2 separate regions of the Mus musculus genome follow, and region 1 is linked to region 2. The links are chromatin contacts, called in public Hi-C maps. All regions are on one chromosome and are shown on one strand. Each heading gives the region's core, a stretch centred on a gene start, on an enhancer-like site or on the middle of the called end of the contact. The rest is flanking DNA. Distances are from core to core; before and after follow the strand shown. Region 1 has its middle 11 kb from the start of Gm31718. Region 2 has its middle 17 kb from the start of Gm45805.

Region 1 (5,081 bases), core at 2,451-4,950, 150 kb after region 2:
TTGCCGTCAACAACAGGGACTCTGTTTCTGAGTCACATGGAACAGCTGACAGCTTGGTGCATCAACCCTTTTTCCTGTTAGGGGGCGCTTTGGAGATTCCCTTAGCCTGAGTTCCTGAGAGGCAGGCCCACCCTAGAGCACCTACCAGAAAATACCTGGGTTCTGTTCACAGATAAAGGTGTACCTCCCACCAGAGCAGCTTTCCAAAGGCTTTCTGGCCACAGCCTATGACATGACTCTTCTCTTAGAGTTACATTTCTACTGGCAAAGCCTAACAACAACAATGACTTCTGACCTTCTAAAATCGGCAGCAGAGAAAATGAACTGGAGCAGTAATGGGGGTGGGAAGCACTCCACAAAGACATTCTGTACCATTCACAACTTCTGTTTGTTGTTGGCTGGGTTCTTTTCCCCCCTTCTTCCCCTTTCCAAGTGTGTGTGTGTGTGTGTGTGTGTGTGTGTGTGTGTGTGTGTGTTTTCAAATGGCAGAAAATATTTTCCAGCTACACTGTGCTGGCATTGCCAAGCTCATGCTGATGCCAAGGTTATAAAAAGCAGCTGTGGAGAGACTTCACAGAAGGGCTTGTCCGATCAGCTTCCAAGACACTAACTTTCCTCTAAGAACCCCACCTTCTTCACTACGTACCTGAGGGGGACACATGTGTGGCCATATTACAATAGTTATGTGCAAGATACTTGAGTGGCAGGTCTTTATGATCCCTCAGTCCCCAAATCCTCACACTCAACTGAATGTGATGGCACACGCCTGTAATCCCAGCACTCAGGAGGTGAAGGCAGAAGGATCAAGAATTCAAGACTATGGCCATCTACAGACAGAGCAAGTTCAAAGTCAGCCTAGGATATGTGAAATACTCTCTCAAAGGTTCAAAAGTTTCTCCCTGCACCAAAAGAATCTCTCTCTCTCCCTCTCTCCCCCTCCCCTCCCCCCCCCTCTCAGACACACACACACACACACACACACACACACACACACACACACACCAAAAACTGTTCCAAGATTCCTGCTACAGTTGCCAGGAAGGCTCAGAAGGGCAGGATAAGTTTGGGCTGCAATGGTGAGAACACATGGTGGCCCTCATGGGCCAGTTCCCCTACCAACACCCCCTCTTCCTCCCTCCTCTGCATGTGAGTGTGTGTGGAAGTGAGTTCATCTGTGTGTGCACATGTGTGTGCATGCATGCATGTGTGTCCGGGCATGCATGTCTGTGTGCATGTGTGTGTGTGTGCATGTGTGAGTACCTGTGTGTGTATGCTTGTATGTGTGTGTGTGCATGTGTGTAGGTGTGTATATGTGTAAGTTCATCTGTGTGTATGTGTGTGTGAGAGTGCATGCATGTGTGTGTGAGTTCATCTGTGTCAGTGTATGCTTATGGGTATAACTTAACTGTGCATGTGTAAGTGTGTTCATCTGTGTATGTGTGTGTGTGTGAGTTAGTTCATCTGTGTGTGAGAGTGTGTGAGCTCATCTGTGTGTGAGTTCATCTGTATGAGTGTGTGTATGTGTGTGTACAAATGAGTTCATCTGTGCATGTGTGTGTGTTTAAGTGTGTTCATCTGTGTGCGTGTGTGGATGGAAGCCAGACACTGACTTTAGAGCCTTTCTCTACTGTGCAACACTTTCTCACTGAACCTAGACATCACTGCTTTGGCTAAACTAGCTGGGCAGAGAGCTCTAAAGCTCTTCTTGTCTTCCATGTCTCAGCCCCAGCTCTGGGGTCACAGGCATGTGACCCAACAAGCCCAGCTTTTTATATGGGTGTGGAAGATCTGTAATCTGTGGAAGATCTGAACTCAGGTCCTTAAGCTAACATAGCAAACACTTTACCTGCTGAGCCATCTCCCCAGTCCCAAGAAGGATGTTCCTTGCATGGAACCATGACTCTCCAGAACCCCCACTCCCCGACCCGGAGACTTCCCCCAGGTCTCTCACTCTCATTCAGTGATCAGCTCCAACTCCATCTTGCCTCATCCTGTCCCTCCCACGCTGTGGGACACCCTACACCTCATTGCTGCTGCTGCTCTGCAGTGAGATCCTACTCCCTCCCTCCCTCAGTTCCAGCCTAGTGAAGACAACAGTAACCCGCACTGTGGCTCTCCTGGGTGACTAATTGGTTAATCCTGGGAAGGCCTTTGAAGCTGAAACACCAGTGTGTTACTCACAGGCTGGAGGCATGAACTTGCCCTAGGCCAGGTCTGAGTCAGCAGAGAGTGGCCTCCCACCTCCATACAGGCTGAGCCAGCCAGCCTAGGTCCTGCTCAAGGTCAAGGCTGTCCTACAGGAGAGCATGGCAATGTAAACCAAGGGAGATAGTGAGGTCTTAGTGGCCTGTGTGGGGTGGCTGTTCTGAGCCTGAGAACTGGGCCCTGTTGAAGATCACATAGCACTCAGTCCTCAGCTCATGCTTCCAAGATAGCACATGCAGCAACCTTGGTCAGGACAATATTTCCTGGTCATCGTTTGGAGAAATATTTTTTCCCACAGCAAATTCCTTAGGAGCCACAGCCTATCTCCTTGCGATCTCCTTAGGTGGGAGGGCAGTGCTGTCAGCCTAAGTCTTGGGAGAAAGATGTGGGCAACTTGTGGATTCCCTCGGCCTTCTCACACGCATCTCTCTTGTGAGGGTGGAGGTGATGGCTGAGACCGGGCCTCACTCTTAAAACCAGGCTGGCCCTTGAACTCACTGTGTAGCCTAAGCTAACCCTTTACAATTCATTTGCCTCAGCCTCCTAGCATGCCTGGCCATCCCATCTGCCTATGGGAGGAAGAAACTAGTCAAGTGTGATGGTAGGTACCTATCATCCCTGCATTCAGAAGGTGGAAGAAGAGAGATCAGGAGTTTAGTGATAGCCTGGGCTACATGAAACCAACCCTGTCTCAGAAAAGAAACAAAAGGCAGGCAAGCAGGCAGGTAGGAAGGGAAGGAGGGAAGGAGGGAGGGAGGGAGGGAGGGAGGGAGGGAGGGAGGGAGGGAGGGAGGGAGGGAGGGAGGGAGGGAGGGAGGGAGGGAGGGAGGCTGGTAGGCCAGTTTACAAACCAGAGGCCAGCCCTTGTGCTGATGCCCTTAACCCTTCCAGCAGGGTTTTGTCACCAGAGCTGGGAGGCAAGAACTGACAGCCTTTAAGATGCAACCCAGTGTCAGATTCCCCAACAATGGAGCAGCAGGTCCCCACACCCTGCCCCCCCACCCTCCTGTAGTGACCCCCATATGATCTGGCCCCCCAACCTCTGCCTTTCCTCTGCCCTCTCTGCCATTTCCTTCTTCCAGAAAACAACCTCCCTGGCCAGAAGGATTTCAGGCACTTCTGCTTTTGTTCTAAAGCCACCAGCTCTTATAATATTTTCTGCTCCTCTTCCCAGGGACTCTGAAACACACAGATGACAACACTTTAAAAACAAAGAGCCGAAGGCGGTGGCACATGTGTATCGCCCCAGCACTTGGGCGGCAGAGACAGGCGGATCTCTGCGAGTTCAAAGTCAGCCTGGTCTACAGAGTTAGATCGGGTCTCAAAAAAAAAAAAAAATTACATTAAAATTAAAACACAAAAATCTGAAGTAAAACCAGGAGGGACTGCTGTCAGCTTGGGGCAGGAAAGGGGAGAGCGGAGAGCTTGTGAGTGGAGGCCTGGATCTGGCCAAGGGGCAGGGCACAGCGGTAGACTGAGCAGAGAGCTTTCTGTTTGGCTTGGGTGGCTGCAGAGGTAGAAGTGGCCACTGGGAGAGAGCTGCTAAGATTTGCAAGACAAGAGCCTCTTTTCTCAATTCTCACACTGCCATCAAGTGGCCCAGTGAGCCAGTGCAGGATGTCTGTGCCAGCCTGAGCTACCTGGAGAGAAAAAAGGGTTGGGACTTTACCTAGGGACTCAGAAGCACCCCCAGCCTAGAGCTCTGAACTGTTCGGTAAATGCCAATCCCTGGCAATATAATCAGAGATGTATACATCCGGGCATGTGCACAGTGTCTAATCAATTCCATGCATTCAGGCAAGCAAACTCACAAGTGCTTGCTGGGAACATCAGCACACAAGGAGACATCTCTGTAAGAATCAGTACAAAAGCCACCGTCTCAGCTGGGCATGAGACAACACACCTATGATCCGAGTACAAAGAGGAATCTCTTCCTTTACTTTTATGTCATGGGTATTTTTTGAGTATGTATATCTGTGCACCATGACCGTGTACTCCTACTGCTCATGATGATAGGGAGAAGGCATCAGATCCCCTGAAACTGGAGTAACAGACAAGTGTGAGCTGTTGTATAGGTGCTGGAAATGGTTTCAGGTCCTCTGGAAAGGCAGCCAGCCCTTTCAAGTGCTGAGCCATCTCTCTGGTCCCATAGGTAGGAAGATGTTGGTCACAAGTTCAAGGCCAGCCTGAACCAGGTAACTCTGTCTCAAACTGAAAGGAATGGGATGAGATGATATCTCAGTGGGTGAATTCCTTGCTGCGCAAGCACGAGTTCAGGTCCCCAGAACCCATTTTGAGAAAGTGGGGGTGGGAGAGCATGGCATGGTGTTATGTGAACATCCTGGTGCTAAGGAGGCAGAGGACAAGAGGGGCTCCTGGGATGCCAGTGTAGCTGAACAGTGAGCTCCAGGCTTGGTGATATTCTAGAAAAATAAGGTGAAGAGGAACAGAAGACACTCAACATGGATCTCTGGCCTTCATATATACAAGGACACACATGCATGTACACAAGCACACCTGCACACAATACACACACACCACAGAAGACTTAGAACTCAGCAGTCCTATGTTTAGGTAACTGAGAGAGGAATGAGGAGGGAGGGGATGCCTAACGGTTCAAGTCCTGACGCTCTTGTATCTCTGAGGAGGTGGCCTCGCCTGAGGAAACAGGAAGCAGGGCAAGATCCAGGAGATCCAAAGTCAGCTCTGAGGCCTAAATATGCGACCCGGTAGGGCAGGACTTCAAGCCTCATTCCCTATGGTGGCCAGCTTTGATTGTCAACTTGGAACAACCTAGAATCATCTGGAAGGAGTCTCAGTGGGGGACTGTGTGCGTCGGGTTGTCCTGTTTGTGGGACATTGTCTTAATCTATGCA
Region 2 (4,877 bases), core at 1,151-3,650:
GACGGAGTTCACCTTCAGCCCAAAGCTATCTGACTCCAAGGCACTAGGCCATGGCATAAGTAGGCAAAGAAGCCCATTTGTACAGTAACACATTATGCTTCAGTGTTTTAGCATTAACCCAAAACGGGCACATTGTAAAGATTTTGAGGCATAGTTCCTGGGTTTAAAAAAAAAAATAGTTTTCTGACTGACCTTGGAGCCTGGGAGGGAAGATGAAACATTAAGTCATCCTGCCATTAAAATTAAGTTCAATCACCCCTAATGGAATGTCACCTCCAAGATAGCCATTAAAGCCACCGGCCTAACCAACTGGCAGGTCCTGCGTATATCACCATTATCCCGTCCCTGTAACAGTCATTTGTCCGAGGCCCCAGGAGACTCTGAGTGCTGCCGCCGTCAATGTCGAGCGGAGGAGAGACATCTGCTGCTTCCTCGCATGCTCCATCAGTGCGGTCAGGGACATGGCAAGGAGGCACAGTGCACAGACCCAGACCAAGACTTTGACCTTGGGCCACCAGGATAGAGCAACCAGGGTAAAAGAGGCTGCCTCATGGTGTGAACTCATGTGGCTGTCACAAGATGCTGTGACAGCCACTCAGAGCCACCAGCACCTGCTGCTCTCCAAGGGCGCAGTCCCAACCTGCCTGCCATTGTCCAGCCAAGTATTTGGAGTGGAGGTGGGGTCCTTGCTAACAGGCTTACTCTGGGAATCTCATTTCTGTCTTCCTGCTGAGGCAAAAATTACGGCAGGACATCATGTCAACCTAGCATATACACAGGTCCTGGGGGTTCAAACTCCAGTCATCAAGCTTAAGAGACAAATGCTTTACCTGATGAGCCATCTCTCCAGCCCCTATCATATTGACTTTTTCTAAGATAGCAGGCAAGAAATGGCTTTCGCCGTGACATTGTGATATGTGCACATCATTATGTTACATTCTTTCGTTTATGGTTTTGAGGTATGATGTCGCTCAGGTTGGCCATGAACTCTTGTAGCAACGGATGACCTAGAACTTCTGATCCTCCTGCTCCCATGTCCAGAGTGCTGGGATCAGAGGCATGTGCTGTCATATCCAGCTTATATTTCGTTCCTATTTGCCGCTCTGCTGCCTGCCCCATCTGTCTGGCACTTTCCTTTCCCCAGAGAGCCTCTCCTGCTCTCACACCACATGAATTCCATCACCCTCTCCTGTCCTCACAATACTTTCCTCATCTCTCCTCCCTTTGTTTTTTCAACCCTGCCTATCTAGAGTCTTCACATGAGAACACACACATACACACACACACACACACATGGCTTCATGTGCAGGCCTTTAAAGCCTGAGCTTTGATAACACAGGCAGACGGGGAAACTGAGACTCAGCCAAAGGAAAATGCTAGAAGCATACCTGTCAGTCACCAGAGACAGAGCCAGAGAAGGTTGGCTTTCTCCTTAGCATGGTGAACGCTTTGTTCTCCCTCCCTGGAGCCCCCTCACCCACTAGTTAGAAACACGGTGCCTGTCACTACCTTCTTCACCGACATAGCCTTTGTAAGAATTACAGAAAGTCGTGTTGGGATGTCTCAGCAGGCAAAGGTGCTTGCCTCTAAGCCTGAGGACCTGAGTTCAATCCCTGACACCCACTCAGGGGAAGAAGAGAACCAACTCCTGAAGGTTGATTCCTGATCTTCACACGTGGACAGTGGTACAAGTGTAGCCCTTCTACATCTGATGGGAACATTTCCTTACCTAGTAGAAGATGAGCATTATCTAGGGCCATAATGAGTTGGGTGTCTCCCCAGAGAGTGTGTGATGACCCCTCTACATCATCTTGCCCTTGGACAAATTGGTTAACTTCCATGGAACATTATTTTTTTTTAAAGTCCCATGCAGAGTGTGTGTTACCTGACCTGTCTCTGGGAACGTGTTGGCCGTGTTCCTACCTCTTCTTCCAGAAAACGTCTATGTATCCTTCAAGATATGGGGCAGAGGTCACCTCTTCCAGGGAGCACCCTAGCTCCCTAGCTATATGAGATGGATGCCTTTCTGTCCCCTGGAACACTGGGTGTTCTCCCGTTGTGGTACTAACGGTGTGACTCTGTAATTCAGTGGCGATCTTCTGGCCAGCAGGGTGGGTTTTGGATTCCTAGATCTCAGGCGAGGTCTAACCCAGGGCAGAGTTTCAAAAAAAAAACTTCATTGAACAAATAAGTCATGAAGCTGAATTTCCCTTGCCCAAGCCATGTTTTCTTACCTGCTCACACTGTAACATATAAATTATGCCTTTGAAAATAACCTTAGAGATGGCAAGATTGCTAGTCAGGTGAGAAATCAAGGCAAGGGGCAGAGACTGTGCCACCCTGCCATGCCCAGCCCTCCTTCAACTGCCTCACTCGATGACACATTAAACTGGAGAGAGGAGGGCAGGCCTCCTGCCCCAGCCAAGCCGTAAAATGTAACGGCAAGAAACCGTGCCCTACTTTCAAGCCATATAAATCCCTGCCAGTCAGATCATGCCAGTTGGTGGACTTCGACCAGAAATATCAATAAGCCTAGGGGGAAAAAAAAACTGGAGGGCAAAGTTGATCCTGCTGTAAGCCAGTCCTAAACATCCAAACTGCAGTGTCATGGTGAGTGTCAAAGGTCATCTGGTCTACCGTCTGACCTGTGTTGAAATCCCTCTGGTCCCACAAGGGATTCAAACTCGTAGGACCTAAGGTTTTTAAGGGGCAGAGATAAAATTTCTTCTATGATGGCACTAAGAGACTCATGCCATCGGGTTTGCTGCCATGGAGACCAGAGAGGTTACACTTACTTTAGAAGGCCCATTCTCCAGAGGAGTGACAGGTCTGCTCTACGCAATCAAGGGCACTTAGAATAAAATGCTCTTCTGGCAACCAAGTAGTTCTCAGCCATCTCTGGAGTCCCAGGTCTTGGGTGAGACCTGACTCGGGGTAGAGACTCAGAAAGAGCTAACCAAATAAATAAACCATAAAACTGGATTACAAGGGCATACATAAGAAGCCAGAGCCACGTGCAGGGAGTGCCCCAGGAAAACTGACCCCAAGCCTTCAGTGGAATCTGACCATGAACTTGCTTTCAAATAAACAGCCATGAGAAACTATTGGGACAACTGGGTTTTGTTCTGTCCTGTTTTGTGAAAGATAGCCAGCTGCCCATGTTTAACAGGTGCCTTACCACTGAGCTATATCTCAAGCCTTTCCCATTTTTTTTTTTGAGATAAGGTCAAATTATACAGCTGAAACTGGTCTCAAACTCTTGCCTCCATCTCCCGAGGGTTGATACTACAGACATATATGATCTCACCCATTGAGCATCTTCAGTGTGTCCTAAGGACTGGATCATAGCAAGGAATGGTGGTCATTTGGGGAACCTCATGGGTATCAAATCATTAAGTCTGTGAAATATGGAATATAGAAACTGACACGACATTTTCAAATGATTAGGTGGAGGCTGACAGGTATAGGTGACGCAGGTTCAGTGACACGTTGGTGGCACACCTTGGCATTGTCACCTTGCGTTCTACTTCCGAGAATCTTTGGGAAGTTCATGAAGTAGACAAGCTAAGAAGAGCAATGTGAGGTGGCAGATGGTGGAGGACTTGGAAGCAAGCAAGACCTCAAGGTGTTAAAAGCCAGGGATGTCATTTAGGTCCCTAGCTGACAGAGATGTCATTTAGGTCCCTAGTCCCACCGAGGCCTAGGAATAGGATGGGCCAATTGCGGCTCAGAAGCCCCAGTCAGATATCCAAACAGGCATCCTATGGAACATCAGAGCCATCTGTGTTGATTGGCTTCTCAGGGGTGTGGAAAACACAGAGAGCCAGGATGCTAGAATAAGACTCATGGGTATTGGGTACTTCATGCAGGCCATGGGCAGGTATATCACAACTTTCCAAAACAATCTATCAGTTCTCGTTCCAGCCCTGACCTCAAGGACAGTCTCCTGTCCCCTTCTGAGCTTGCACACAGCCAGGCTACCTCCAGAGAGGCCACAGCTCTGGTGGGGCAGCACTTTCCCTCTCTGGGAACTATGGGATGTAATTCCTATTGTCCTCTTCCAGGTGCTCTGCATAGCTAGAGAGGGTAGGCTAGCCCAGAGTAGAGCATGAGGTTCCCTGCCCAGTACAGAATCAACCTGCTTTTCCTCCAGCTCCTCCTGCCGGTGTCCTGGAGCTCTCTTTGCCTAGTACTGTGTATGGAATAAAGTGGGACTCCTGGGGCCTAGCCCACTGCTACTGCCTTCTCAGTATGATTCTACCCTAGTTCATCTTCTCAGAGGCCACCAGGGCCCTCTGCTGGGGAAGGGAGGGGCCTGAGGGCTATCACACCACTGTACCGCTTCATCTCTAGACCTTATTATGTATGCCTCTAGCTTGTCCTTTTTTTGTTTTGTTTTGTTTTGTTTGTTTTTGAGATTTTGGGAAAAAATGAAACTGGTCTAATCCACAGCACAGCCTTGACCTTCACCTCTGGTGTGTGACCACTGAAGCTAAGAGGCATTCAGAAATTGCTCATGGCAATTGGTGAGGTGGGCGGTTTCCCTTCCACAAACTTATCTGCACTCTACAGCCCCGGTAACTAACTGCCCAGCGTTGCAAAATCAGAGAGAAAATATTTACAATGACAGTTGACCCCCCCCAAAAAAAAACTCCCATGAGATCAACGATCAACTTGACCTGATCTCCTCCAGATGAGATAGCTTCAGACAGGGACTACAATCTCTCCATGCCTTAGGGAGGGGAGGGGTTAAATAGTACAAAGAGCTCTGGAATCATACCCAGGCGTGAGCTCGAAGAATCCGCCAATGCACAACCCCGCCCCACTTGCCTGGATGTTGGAACTCAGAGTTCATCTCAGCTTGTGTCTTCCACATC

What was found. Hi-C and Micro-C count contacts between places; a contact is called where the count stands out from the background.
Region 1: a contact with region 2 is called in a Hi-C map of liver, with 3 times the contacts expected there. The contact joins two enhancer-like sites. A contact is called at or near these places in 2 of 15 datasets of contacts at CTCF or cohesin (the NIH/3T3 cell line and large pre-B cells), 10 of 484 Hi-C or Micro-C datasets (B cells, the G1E-ER4 cell line, LSK cells and 6 more) and 6 of 115 datasets of contacts at active chromatin or transcription factors (the HPC-7 cell line, bone marrow-derived dendritic cells, heart atrium and 3 more).

What each region holds. Positions count from the first base shown.
Region 1 is chr8:126,917,286-126,922,366 of GRCm38.p6, forward strand. No RefSeq gene overlaps it. Among named protein-coding and RNA genes, the nearest start is that of Gm31718, 11 kb to the left of the region's middle. Within about 2 kb of position 3,701, at least 202 of the 459 cell types and tissues checked have an H3K27ac peak or open chromatin away from gene starts, as enhancers often do. A contact at or near this core is called in liver and pancreatic cancer cells, where this site is marked.
Region 2 is chr8:126,772,506-126,777,382 of GRCm38.p6, forward strand. No RefSeq gene overlaps it. Among named protein-coding and RNA genes, the nearest start is that of Gm45805, 17 kb to the left of the region's middle. Within about 2 kb of position 2,401, at least 25 of the 459 cell types and tissues checked have an H3K27ac peak or open chromatin away from gene starts, as enhancers often do. A contact at or near this core is called in liver and pancreatic cancer cells, where this site is marked.